Regions from separate parts of the Gossypium hirsutum genome. Here region 2 is linked to region 1. A link is a contact called in public Hi-C data. All regions are on one chromosome and are shown on one strand. Each heading gives the region's core, a stretch centred on a gene start, on an enhancer-like site or on the middle of the called end of the contact. The rest is flanking DNA. Distances are from core to core; before and after follow the strand shown.

What was found. Hi-C and Micro-C count contacts between places; a contact is called where the count stands out from the background.
Region 2: a contact with region 1 is called in a Hi-C map of leaf, with 2.1 times the contacts expected there. The contact joins the enhancer-like site here to the promoter of LOC107943246 in region 1. A contact is called at or near these places in 14 of 34 Hi-C or Micro-C datasets (anther, callus, hypocotyl and 3 more).

What each region holds. Positions count from the first base shown.
Region 1 is chrA05:101,542,193-101,545,753 of Gossypium_hirsutum_v2.1, reverse strand. LOC107943246 (60S ribosomal protein L34) reads left to right here and starts at 1,767. Exons shown (of 5, transcript XR_005927379.1): 1 at 1,767-2,025; 2 at 2,110-2,189; 3 at 3,012-3,121; 4 at 3,227-3,408. LOC121229594 (a long non-coding RNA gene) reads left to right here. Exons shown (of 2, transcript XR_005927380.1): 2 at 241-504.
Region 2 is chrA05:101,620,246-101,623,806 of Gossypium_hirsutum_v2.1, reverse strand. No RefSeq gene overlaps it. Among protein-coding and RNA genes, the nearest start is that of LOC121229598, 3.6 kb to the left of the region's middle. Within about 2 kb of position 1,731, at least 4 of the 9 cell types and tissues checked have an H3K27ac peak or open chromatin away from gene starts, as enhancers often do. A contact at or near this core is called in leaf, where this site is marked.

The DNA.
Region 1 (3,561 bases), core at 518-3,017:
TTAATTTCGTATTTATAAAAAAAAAACTTAAGTTTAAATAATACGAAAATCACCTTAAAAGTTTAGATCTTTTGTTTTTCTATTCCAAAATTTTGGGAAAAAAACCCAGAAGAAAATACAAGTATGTTGATATGGCTTTTATAGCCAAATTACAAGATTTTTTATTTTTATTTTTTGTTTCTTTGTTATTTGTTTTCTCTGTTTGTCCTTTCTGCTTGCGTTTAGACATTCGTTTTGCAGGTGGTGTCAGACGCGTGAAGGAGGCGTGGTGGCGTGCGGCGACTGCACCTTGGGGACTAGGGTTTTGCTTGCTGTTTGGGCTTTAGGGCTTTATTCTTTGGGTCATTTGGATTTGGTTTTAATTTGGGCCATGTATTGGACTTTATTATTGTTTTATTAAAGTTTTTATTTTTTGTTGGCCATGCCAAAAATTAGCCTATTACAAAATAATTAATTGTTTCAAAAGATGACCAAGAAATATAAATTATTAAATATTTTAAAATATTAAATGGTAATATGATATAAATATTACACATGATAGTTTCATATGTGTTGAATATATTGTATTAATTACCGGTGAAATTTTATTACGTGCAATCAAGTTTGTTTTCTAATTATTTAGACATATTCCAAAATATTATATTAATTAATTATTTTATAATTTTTGTGATATGTATTTAACAAATTTTATATTCGTTGAATACATTATATTAGTATTTTTATTATGTTTAAATTACCACAAAGTGATTAAATTTAATAGTAACAACTGTAGTCACTACTGTCAGCTGTTGATATATTGGTTTTGACTAAAAAAAATTATAAGTTGAATAAAATAAAAATTGGATAACAAATAATAATATATCTACTATTCCCAACTTTTATAAGTTTTCATTTTAGGCATTGAAAAAACTTGCAAAACAACACTGTTGCTAATAATTATTTTCATTTTATTTACTATTATCAATTTGGAGTTAGACAATGTTATTATATATCCATTTTAATTACCACTTTAATATTTTGGTTATTTATTTTATTTATAGATATGTGTATTCATTTTCTTTCATTGAGAATTCTTTTTCCATATTTTTTATTTTAGTAAGGTTTTAAAGAGGCACATTATATCTACTAATGAACATTTAAGGAGAAGTGTTATGAATATTTTATTATTAAGTGGATGTTCATCAAGATCAAAATAAAATTTGAAATATTTTTGGACTTTAATAGCCATTATCAATAGAGTTTTATATCATGTATACTTCTTATGTTTACAAATAAAGATTTTGGAGAAGTATCGTAAATCATCTCTATTCATCAATAAAATTTATACTCTCTTTTTGCTCCCTTATTTATTGTTCTCTTACTTTCTTTGTTATTTATTTCATAACATTTTTATTGTTTTCTAATTTTCACATATTTTTATTTTTCAAAAATCATTTTAACATTTTTAATCAAAACACGTTTTCTTTGACTTATATTTACTAAAATAACCGGAATCTTAGTTTTTCTCAATACATGAAATTATCTAAGTTTCTAACAAATTAAAGAAAATAAAAAAAAATAAAATGAGTGGCAAAAATAGAATTTATTAAAGTTACTTGACTACTAAAATGAATCTACAATAATATTGCTTTATCCCAAATTCATGGAGGATGACCAAAATGAAAACGGTTATGTCTTGTTGCAAATATTTTTTTGTGTCCAAAATGAAAAGTTTTTAAAATTAAGTGACCAACTATACAATTTACTAACAATTCTGCATAATCTTAACCGTTGATAGAAAAACCTTAAAACATAATCGTACGATCTAGGGCTTCCTTCCTAAAGGATCCCTACTTATACATTGTCTTCTCTGGTACAAAACCCTTTGGTCTCCACTTTGTCTCTCTTAAGTCTTACCATAAAACAGAGCAGAGAAGGTAAAACCCAAAGTTTGAAAACCATCAAAAATGGTTCAAAGGCTCACTTACCGTACTCGCCATAGCTACGCTACCAAATCCAATCAACACCGTGTCGTTAAGACCCCTGGTAAGTCTGCAAGTTTAGAGATTGGTGCCGCATTTTTATGGTCTAATTTTTAATTGAAATTTATGTTGTTTTTTCCTTTTAAAGGTGGGAAATTGGTCTATCAGACAACTAAGAAAAGAGCAAGTGGGCCTAAGTGTCCTGTCACTGGCAAGAGAATTCAGGGTGTAAGTACTTCCTTTTCCTTTTGAATTTAAATTCAGATTTTTTTTGGGTTGAAATTTTGAGTTTATTGTTATTTTGATCCATGAGTATGATATTTAGGTATACTTTTGCTTACACAAAAATAGTACTTTCTCTTACACAAAAATAGTACTTTCTCTTTGTTTATATTCATGTTGCTGCTGTTGTTTGCCTAATGGATTTTAGGTTCCGAATTAAGCATAAATAAAAAATAAAAAATAAAAAATATTGGGATGGTTTTATATAATTGCTTAAGATCTAATGGAGTTAGTGATGCTGATGGTATGTATAGTTTGTCAAATGTAATGTACAGAGTTTAAACGTTTCAAATCCTAAAATAAGGAAATGTATTAATCAAATCATTTCGGAACTGGCAAGAACTTTGGATTGTTGGAAATTTAATGTGTTGTTGGTCGAGTGTGCTTTTCGTGCTTGTGGATGTAATGAAAGCTATAGCAGTATATCGCTGTAAATGTTTGCTTTAACATCATATCTTGATTGATATTGAAATCCCCAGATTGCATAATCATATATGATGGGATGGAACCCATTTTATCATACTTATATAAGATACTTCATCATAAGGATGTTTTCTGTATATGAGGGAACCCACTAGAGCATTTCACTTTGTATCCGTTTATTACGGTACTTCATCTGTATATTAAGTTGAAATGTAAAACCTTGTTGACCAAAATAGCATCGTGGGGTTGTTTCTTTAGATTCAATCAACTAGGGTCGTACTAAAGATTTAGGTTGTGAGGTTTTTGAGGGTGGTCTTATGGGTTACTTACATGGGTTCATTGCAGATTCCTCACTTGAGACCTGCTGAATACAAAAGGTCTAGATTGCCAAGGAACCGCCGGACTGTGAATCGTGCTTATGGTGGTGTTTTGTCCTGCAGTGCTGTTAGAGAGAGGTATAAATAGAAAGTAGTGCATTATTTATTTGCTGTTATATGATCATGGATGCTAGTTCTGGTGTTTGACGGTTCTCATTGATTCAAATCCGATTGTTTTCGAAGGATAATTCGAGCCTTCTTGGTGGAAGAGCAGAAAATTGTAAAGAAGGTTCTGAAGATCCAGAAGTCCAAGGAAAAGCAAGCTTCAAAGAGCTAAGAAATTAGATGTCGAATCATCATTTCAATTCTGATATGTGATCAGCAAGGCTTTGGAAAGTGCCACCAATGACTTCAGAAGATTAGAGGTTCTCTTTTTCTATTGGCAAATGGACTTCAATGTTTACAATGTTTTGATTAACGACAAATTTAGTCATTTTGGATTACGTTTTGATCATCGAATTTAAAAAAAATTATGGTATGATCGTTAATGTTATTAATTTGTTGTATTTTGATGATTG
Region 2 (3,561 bases), core at 482-2,981, 78 kb before region 1:
AGGTGGGTATGACCAATATTTTATTTGTTTTTCTTCTGTTCCATTATTATTTAAAAATAATTATAAGAGGAAAGGACATATAAATCAAAATTTTCTTCTTTTTTTTTTGTAATAAAAATGTTGATGAGACTTTTTTTGATATATCCCAAATATTGGTAATATAAAAAAAATTGAGAATAAAAATTGCATATTAGGTGTGGGGAAAATGTTTGGCAATTACTGAAATAGAGATGCATTGGTCCTACAATAATTTATACTAATTAGGGTATTTTATTTAGGTTAAGGGTATGAATATTGAATTATGAAATTAACAAAACACAATTAAAGTAGAAAATATAAAAAGGGGAGAAAGGCACTTACTTATTAAGGATGGATTTGAGGATTGATAAAGACTTAAGTATATGATTATGTTTTAAAATGTTGAAAAGATGAGACCCTCTCTGCCACTCACCAACCCAACCCAACTAAAGATGTCCACAGTAATTAATAAAGCCTATAGTTTCATTTTGGCTTTTTAGGTCTTCAACAAAGCATCTTAGGCTTCCAATTTTATTTCATAATCTCATTTGCAATTTTAAATAAAGTATTGTTAATCAGATTTTGGTACCCTGTATGGTGGGTCAATTTTAGTCTACATTTTTTTAATTCTTAAACTATCTACTAGAATAAACTTAGTAATTAATTATCCGTATTCTGTAGGTCTATTAAGGGTAGATGATGGCCATAAATTTTAAAACTAAAACAAGAATATTTTAAAATGAAAAAAATACTAAAATACAATATGAAATGAATAAAGTGAATTATATATTCTTTTAAATTATGATATCCTAAAAAGACATTAGGGATTCACCAAAGACAAGAGATTTTGATGAAGATAACCCAATAATAGAGATTAAAGTGGAAAAGTTAATATAGGAATAGAAAATTTGTGTTGCTTGATGCAAATTGACAAAAAAAAGACTCTTACCCTCTTTGAAACTATATTTTTATCCTATTGCATTGCTTGTCTTTCTATGCAAAAAAGCATCTCAAACACTGCGAATAATTAAGAACCCTTTTCCAATTTGGACCACAAAATAGCAAGCTTTGATATATTATTAATTCAGGAAAATCATCTCATAGATTGTCAGTTGAGTTTACAAATATCATTTGCATGCTCATACATATTTTCATTAACACAAAAAATTATATCTATAGAAACTTTTATAGATCGAATCAAGAAATTATCTGATAAAAGTCTTGTTTTTTTTAAATAAAAAGGAGTAGAAGGTAATTAAGTATAGAAAATGCGCAAAAAAAGAAAAGAAAAAGTAAGTTGTATGTACTGGACTATTCTATTTAAGATTGATTGAAATTTGAATTCATGAAATAGGGTCTCGTGGGGTTTTCTGGATTAATCTTAATTTAGTTTTAAAATTAAAATGTAAAGGTTTGGTTGTAAATGTTGGGGACCAGAATTACTAAATCAAATTGTAAGGGTAAAATAAGAAGGGAAGTTGAATTAGGCCAACACATTTTTTATTTGGGTGAAATAATTGGAAGACCTAATTCTGGGTCCCAAGTGAGCCTAACTTTTTGGATTTGGTCCTTAACCCATGCATGAAAAGGTGTCCTTTCGAGCCCTTTTAAATTTGGAAATTTGTTTTTGAAAATCCAATTGTCTTTACACCCCCTTCAGCTCAATTATTTCTAGTCCATTAAATTCAAAGGGGATTCCAATTTGGTGTCTACTTTGAATTGTGTGCTCAACCTAATATTGGTCCAATTTTAGAGCCTATGTTTTGGCTCATTTTAGCTCCAGTTTAAGGCCTTTTGTAAATTGTTCTTATACCTATTTTTGAAGCCCACTAGGACCCAATGTTGGGGGCTTGATTGTAAATGCATTTTTTTTCTTCTAAATTTTGGTTAATGTTTGAGACTACAATTTGATTTTGGAGTCCATATTTTAAAAACTTTTTTGCCCGACTTCAAATATCAACACTAGGAAATTAGTAGATGTGTCAAGAGGCAAATTTGGGTACCAATTGAAAATTCTGAAATGATACTAGTAGGCAAATACAAGTTGTATCAGAAGCAGTGTTTACGGGGTAGTGATAGCAGCTTCAAACACTGATGATGAACCGAAAAAAAGAAAAAAAAAACATGAACACTCAATATATTTATATAGTTTGATTTCCCTACGCTTGCAAAGGCTTGCCTAGAAATATAATCCACTATATTAGTAACCCGTACAACAAATGATTACAATTTTTAACACTCATGAGAATAGGCTCCTCATTTTTGCACCTATAATCTAAATGAATAACTGATCTCTAATCAATCTCTTACTTGTACAAATCTACTCAATTTATAAGGAATCAAACTTGCTAACATAGTATATCTATTATTAGCAATTTTCTCATAAAATCACGAATATAATTAGTATATCGAATATCTTCAATTAACTCAAGGTAAGTCTTAAATCTTCAATATATGCTTTCAAATTTACTCGATTCAATCCAATCTCAACAAAATTAAGAAGCTAATTTCCTTGATCTAATCCAAACCAGCCTCTAGTAAATGTTGCTATAAACAGTTTTGATATCATAGATAGATTTACATTCATCCAAAACATTAGCAAAAATTAAAGTTCAAGGATTTTGTTATCAAAATTTACCAATACAAAATATAACAAGTTTTTTATTCGACCAATTCCAAAAGTCCCAAAATACATAGTAAGAACTACTACTTATAGGTGTAGGGAATATGAGTTGCAAAATTTAGTTATTAAATAGAAATAATGGAAAGGACTTTCAGTTGCAAAGATATTAATAATTTATTAAAAAGAAATTTAAGTTGTTAATAATGGTGAATAGTAAACTTATTTACTATGTTTTTTAAGAAAAGGAGAATCACACAATAAGAATTAAAGAAAATCCCTTAATTATTTTAATTGATTTGAGGGTTGGATTTTTATAGAGTAATTGATGAGTATTACCGTTTAATACGCGAATAATTAATTATTGAATTCATTTTAATAAATATATTAAAAAACCAAAAATAAATAAATAAATAAATAAATAAAGAGATAATCAATTTAGCTAATGGGTGGGAAATTGGGAAGACTAAACACGTATATGTGAGCAACATTAAATATAGGGGTGATTGATTTGATGGGACATTATACTCTTTCATTAGCAAACCCAATCTTTACAAAATCTTTAGCCTTGATAACCCATGATTTCTTGTTCCGCAAAATCTATAAATCTATTGAACAAAAATGCAATATATCTAAATTGTATGAAAGTATTGTCCATAACCTTAACTTCATGACACGTTTACTTCTTCTAGAAAGACAACAGTAAATTTTCAATTCTGGTCCTTCAACCATGATTACTTTTGGAAGTTATATTTTAATTAATATAATTTAGTTCTTTATTTTTATAATGATATTAGTTAGTCCAAATAATTATTATCTATAACTGTTTCGGTTGAAATTAGGAGGGCGTACATAAAGAGCGAGCAAGAAGTTGCCTTGCCCCCCCCCCAAAATGATAAATATGTCATTTAGTCTCTTTGAAG